2 separate regions of the Gasterosteus aculeatus genome follow, and region 2 is linked to region 1. Evidence: chromatin contacts called from public Hi-C data. All regions are on one chromosome and are shown on one strand. Each heading gives the region's core, a stretch centred on a gene start, on an enhancer-like site or on the middle of the called end of the contact. The rest is flanking DNA. Distances are from core to core; before and after follow the strand shown. Region 1 overlaps reep2 (receptor accessory protein 2). Region 2 has its middle 13 kb from the start of egr1.

Evidence for each region. A called contact is a pair of places that touch in the nucleus more often than the background predicts.
Region 2: a contact with region 1 is called in a Hi-C map of skeletal muscle, with 4 times the contacts expected there. The contact joins two enhancer-like sites. A contact is called at or near these places in 4 of 6 Hi-C or Micro-C datasets (blood and trunk muscle, liver and skeletal muscle).

What each region holds. Positions count from the first base shown.
Region 1 is chr4:11,740,117-11,742,981 of fGasAcu3.hap1.1, forward strand. reep2 (receptor accessory protein 2) reads left to right here. Exons shown (of 8, transcript XM_040174543.2): 7 at 1-71; 8 at 652-2,726. The coding sequence ends at 723. Among protein-coding and RNA genes, the nearest start is that of reep2, 7.2 kb to the left of the region's middle. Within about 2 kb of position 1,370, at least 3 of the 9 cell types and tissues checked have open chromatin away from gene starts, as enhancers often do.
Region 2 is chr4:11,821,844-11,824,708 of fGasAcu3.hap1.1, forward strand. No RefSeq gene overlaps it. Among protein-coding and RNA genes, the nearest start is that of egr1, 13 kb to the left of the region's middle. Within about 2 kb of position 1,433, at least 8 of the 9 cell types and tissues checked have open chromatin away from gene starts, as enhancers often do.

The DNA of each region.
Region 1 (2,865 bases), core at 120-2,619:
CAGTAGACAAAGCCCCCAAACGTAGTGCCAGCGTCCGGGCAACCAAGAAACCTGCTGCTGCTAAGACCGAGGTAGGGCCAATGAACACACACACACACACACGCCGTCCTACAAAGAGTCGCTCCGTTTCCCATTCCCTTAAATCGAAGCCCTAACAATAGATGCAACACGCTGCATTTGGTTGGAAGATGGAAAGATTATACACACATTCTAATTCTTTTTTTTTTCTCTTCTGGAAATCAATAGAAAACAAATTATAAACTCACACTTTGTCGACTTCAAAAGGTTTATAGTTTGTGATAAATCTGATATATTTATTATGCCCATTAGAAACGGGACATCTTGTCCATTTTGGCGAAGTTTTGTTCAGAGGAAATGTAATATGACCACACCTTACCCAAAATAACCCTGATGTCATCAGTAAAGTTATTATTTAAAATATTTCCAACCTCCTCCTAAGCATAGAAGATAACTTATAACTGTATGACACAACTCTCCATTTGATGCATCACCCAACATCCCAGGTCGAAAACCTTTGGACCTCATCTCCATTATTTCTATTCGCTATTGTCTCTTTTTCTCTTGTTGTTGTTATAAACTCTATCACACGGTCTTTACTGTTGCCTTCTTTCCCTATCCTCACTCTCCAAGACGCAAACCAAGACGGCGAAGAAGCCGACCAAGAAAAAGGTCCCGACTACTAATGCAGAGACGCCACCGTGAGGGCTGCGATCCACCTTCACCGGGCTACACCTTCTCATCCTGCAGGCCCCTTTACCCCGTTTGGTGTCCACACAGACACTGTATACGTTTTATTTATATTATGAAAGTGTTTCCTTTTAGAGAAGTGCAGGTTTGGGGGTTTTCAGCATCAGTTCTGTTATTTTACACTTCCTGTGGGTTCATCCTGGATTCAGCATTCAGGGATGTTTCTTAAGTCTAATAACGATTAATGATAAATCCGTCACCATGTTGCAGTTTTCACTTTGCTGAAGTATGTCAAGTTAAATATTACATTCTTCACTATTGGTTGTAGATTTTCATCTATTTGTCCTCCAGATTGCTGCTACGTGGTTGTTTTTAAAATAAGAATAATACAGATGTCATCTTTTTGCTGTGTGCATGCTACAAGTGTGGATTCACATCTATAGCACGGACATCACCAGTTGGCTTTAAGTTTGTTGTGCCCGGAGTTTTTTCTTTTCGCTGAGGAGTAAGCAGGTGGTCGGACGTGTCGAGCATTGGCCAATAGTTGTTGACATCCACAATTCTCTGTCAGGCATAATAGTTTCTCCCCAGCTCATAGTATCACCACTGTGTCCTAAGTTGTGCACCTGTCTGGTTTTACAGGATGACTTGTAATCAAACCTGTTTGGGTTCTTTTAAACTCTGACTGCATTTCAGGCCTCATGGCTCATTAAGTCAGACGTCCTCTGGTTGAGTCTGGCTCTGCTAAGTTCAGCTCTCATTTACAGCCTGACTGCTCTAATGTGACTTTAACAGTAGTTTACATCACGACTGATGGGAATGGCTGTTGAGTGTTATTCTTCATCTAGACCTCACTCTCAAGTATTACACTTCTGTTTTAACAGGGTCATTTGGTCATGTGATTATTATGAATATGGTCAGACTCTCTGCTGAAACTCTCCCGGTAATTACGGCAGACATTAAAAAGTTGTCGGGTGACATATCTGTGTTTACCGCGGTAGTGACGTCGGTATATTGTTTTGTTCAACATTAGAAGGTCACGGAGAAGCTCTGCACTTTCCTACTCCTCTCACCCTGCTGCGTGGTTCACGCTCTGCCTCCTTACCATATATTAAAAGCCAGGATGTAATATGGAACCAATGAAACCAACATCAGGTGAACGGGGGAATTATTTCCTCAGTCCTCTGCTGTTGTTCCAGATGTGGAGGAAGTGTCGGATTAGTATCCGGGTGCTTCTGGAGACACATTGGAATTCTGTTTTTGGGAACAGCTCGCTTGGTCGCTGTCTGCTGCGGAGTTCTTTTTTTAAGGAGCAATTGAAAAGCATGATACTACTTCTGCACTCATTACTGCCGTCTGTAGTGTGACCAGTAGAGGGAGACAAACCCCACCGCAACTCTCGGCAGAGTTACTAAACAATATGTAAACACACTGTAAATAGTAACCTTGACTGTATATACACACAATATGAGCTTGCTTGCCTTATTCATTCTCTGGGCTGGAATCCATTGACTTAATTAATCATTTGTGTGCTTTTCAAAATAAGTCTTCGTCTTGACGACTTATGTTCTTAAACTGGAAGAAGTGATGTTTTTGTTTAACATGTTTAGTTTTTTCATTCATTTTTACTTGCCTCCATCACCAAGAAACCTCTATACTTGGTCTAAGCTGATGTTTGTGTAGTCAAATCTTGCATTGTGCTTTACTCTGATTAATTAAGTATAGCCAAAAGTTAACATCTCTTTGGAGCAAATTACATTTATGTGAAAATACTTTTATTTCTATTTATTTCATCAAGATTCAGCCCTGCATTTTAATCTTGTGTTCATGCCAATTTTTGATATTTATTTACTGTTTTAAAATCCGTGTTAAATACAGGATTTTTCATTTTGTGTCATGTTTCTTTGCCAATTCTCATAGTTCCTTGTCAAAAAAGCATTGCAGTGTGTTAGCTGGGAACATGTTATCTAACAAGGTTGCACATCTTCCAAAACTACTAATAAAGGAAATTCAATCTGTTACTGCTTTTTATTTAGTTAAACATTTTGTGACTATCCAGAGCTGTGGTTCTCAGTATGTGGGATTTGTTTTGACATATTTGAAATTAGCATTATATAACTTTTATTTAATATTTATTAAATAATTTAACTGGAGGGT
Region 2 (2,865 bases), core at 183-2,682, 82 kb after region 1:
TGACTTGCTACACAGAGTATGAAGTGGACATAGTGATCGTCTCCTCAACCAGTGGCTTGCAGAAAATGTTTTTGAGTTTGACATTTTGTCTGCAATTGTCTTGGCCTTTGGCTTTCAACATTTTTTATTTTTCTGCACCCTGACCAGAAATGAGAGGGTTGAGCTTAATACTTACTTACTGTACAAGCAGTTTAAATAACCCAAATTCTACAGGAGACGGGACTATAATATACTAAATTAATTCTGCATTAATGAAGACTTAAAACTACTGAATGAGAGCATCAACTCACGTTTATAATGTTTACTGAGGTTATTTTCTCTAGGACTTCTGTCAAATCAAACTTAATTGGTCAACCAGAGAGGCCGACTCTGGCCAGTAGAGAGATGTCCAAGCCACTTCCAGACTGGCTTCACGTTTCTAGGATACGGCTACCTGCCACGCTGCCGGTGTTACACGAGAGACAAACAAAACCATCCCGTGCGCCATCACGTCATGAGCGTAAACAGTGTAATTACAACTTCTTGATTTGTGGCCAAACATACCTTTCCTTTTGACTTATAGACACTTGAGTGGCCCTCATGGTTGAGCAAAATCGCCAGAAGATCCAGGGATTTATTTCTGAAATGAATCACTGAAAGTCCTTCATACATCCATGCCGTTGCGTGTTGTATTCAGTTCCGCTAAAGCAAAACGAGATTTGGTAATTACTCAAGTGACTCTTGAGTGAGTGAGTGTGCAGTTCCAGCTGCAGAATGGCAACATGATGATATTAGGCTTACGCCTCATTTTCATTGTTTTATCTTAGCATGTTACCATGCTAACATTCAGCTTACACTAATGCAGATGTCATTGCTTTTCAAGTTACTCCATTTGGTCATAAACCAAAACAATGTCCAATTAAACATTTTGAATGTAAGAGTAAGAGGAATGTAAGAGTAAGTTGTAGGATTCATTCTCCAGGTATCGATGTGTATCTCTATCAAACTTCAAAGCAATTCATCCCATAGATGGAGAAACATATCCGTCTGTACAAAAATAGTGGACTTACAGCCCAAATCTTGAAGACCCGAAGTCAGTAAATGCAAATGTGTTGTCACAACTGTAATAGTAACACAAATAGGTGTTCAACACTATGCCTTGGCCCCTTAATGATCCATGCATGATGAATACATGATTATCCTAATAGAGCGACACGTGTCACGCTACATTATAGACGGCACATTTCCATAACGTATGTCACCGATGCAGAGAACTGCCCTGTGAAGCGTCTGCTGCAGCAATAAGCCGCTAGCTGCAGGCCTGTGCGGAGAGAGAAGCAGAGCGGAGGGAGCGCTGAAACCAGAGAGCAGGCCCGGCCCAACCCGAACGGAGGCCCGCCGCCACCTCTGCAGCCTCCCTTAAGCCTCCATGTGATCCGCACTCCAGAAGCCAACAAATAGAGGAAACCTCCATGCCCAAACAAGGAGCTTCCTGCCCTGACACAGCTCTTCCTGTGGGCTATGTAAGGACTTTCCTGCCCTTTCTCTCTCTCTCTCTCTCTCTCTCTCTCTCTCTCTCTCTCTCTCTCTCTTTCTCCCACTCTTTTGGCAGGCTGCCCTTCGGCAAGCTGTCTCAGTACAATCCTTCCTTGCTAGGTGTGTGTGTGTTTATGTGTGCATGTGTGTATTACGTTACACTGGTCCATCCACTAGAAAAATAATGTAGCATGTTACAACACAGTTGATTTAACACATCTATAGTATATTATTCTTTGTAATGTATAACGTTTCTGTCTCCTTTTTATCGGTCTGAATATCTCAGGAGGGGCTGCTGTGTCAATGGAGCAGTTAACCTCATCCTGTTCTTTCCAGTCATGTGATTTGACCTGTTTTACAGACTAGTAAATGCATTATAACGCCACAGCTCAGGGTGGAACATGTATGAAACTGTCTATAACATCGCCATAATATACAGAGACACTTGTTTTGTCTCAACCGCCGCCCACGTCTGGAACTGTCTGACAATGCTTGTTTTGCGACATTTATGGAGCTTATGGGAGGGTTTCACTGTGCTTTCATTAAGTTGGACAATTATATACATAGAAAAATGTGTGTTCTAACTTTCTTTTTCTCTTACTTCTACGAACATTCGAAACTCCTCGATAACTCAGGGTATGTGAAATTCCACAACGAATGATATGAAGTGCTTGTATTATTGATTGGCCAGGTCTACTGTCTTCGTTCTGCATTTCGAGCTGAATGGCTCCTGGTCATACACAGCAAGAATATCTGCAAAACTATTAATATTCCCATCAAGCTCAGTTGCAACTCATGACTAAGTGCAGCCGAGTAGTGCTTCTTATTAGTCCTGATTACCTGCCAGGTAAACGTGCTGATTGTAGTTATCCCTTAGCTGAAGATAACAGCTCAATGCTGGAACACGGACTTGCTCTACTGGACGACAACTGTTTCATTGCCGCAAAGGAGGAAAAGAAATAGTTACTCGACCAGGCCCTTCAATCACTTCCTAATCTCAGTCACAAGCTGCAACTGATCGTCCACCAACACAAACGTGCTCGTGTCATGTGCACATCTGGTAACGTGCACACCCGTGGTCCACCACACACAGACAAATCCTCGTCTGCCACCGCAGCCGTGTGTGGCGCAGTATTTATCTTGCAGCTGTAGTTAGCCCTGAGTGGTACATTTCATCTGTACCACTTTCAATTGTATTCGGACGTGGGAGTGGGAGCACCGGGTTGCCTCGCTGTAGCTCTATCGCTCTCATAAAGCACAGCACCGCCGCTTCTGTTGCATTATCTGATTTATGGCAAAGGGGGGCGAGTGAGCGGCTTTGTAGCTCAGAGCAGGTTGGCGGTGTTTAAC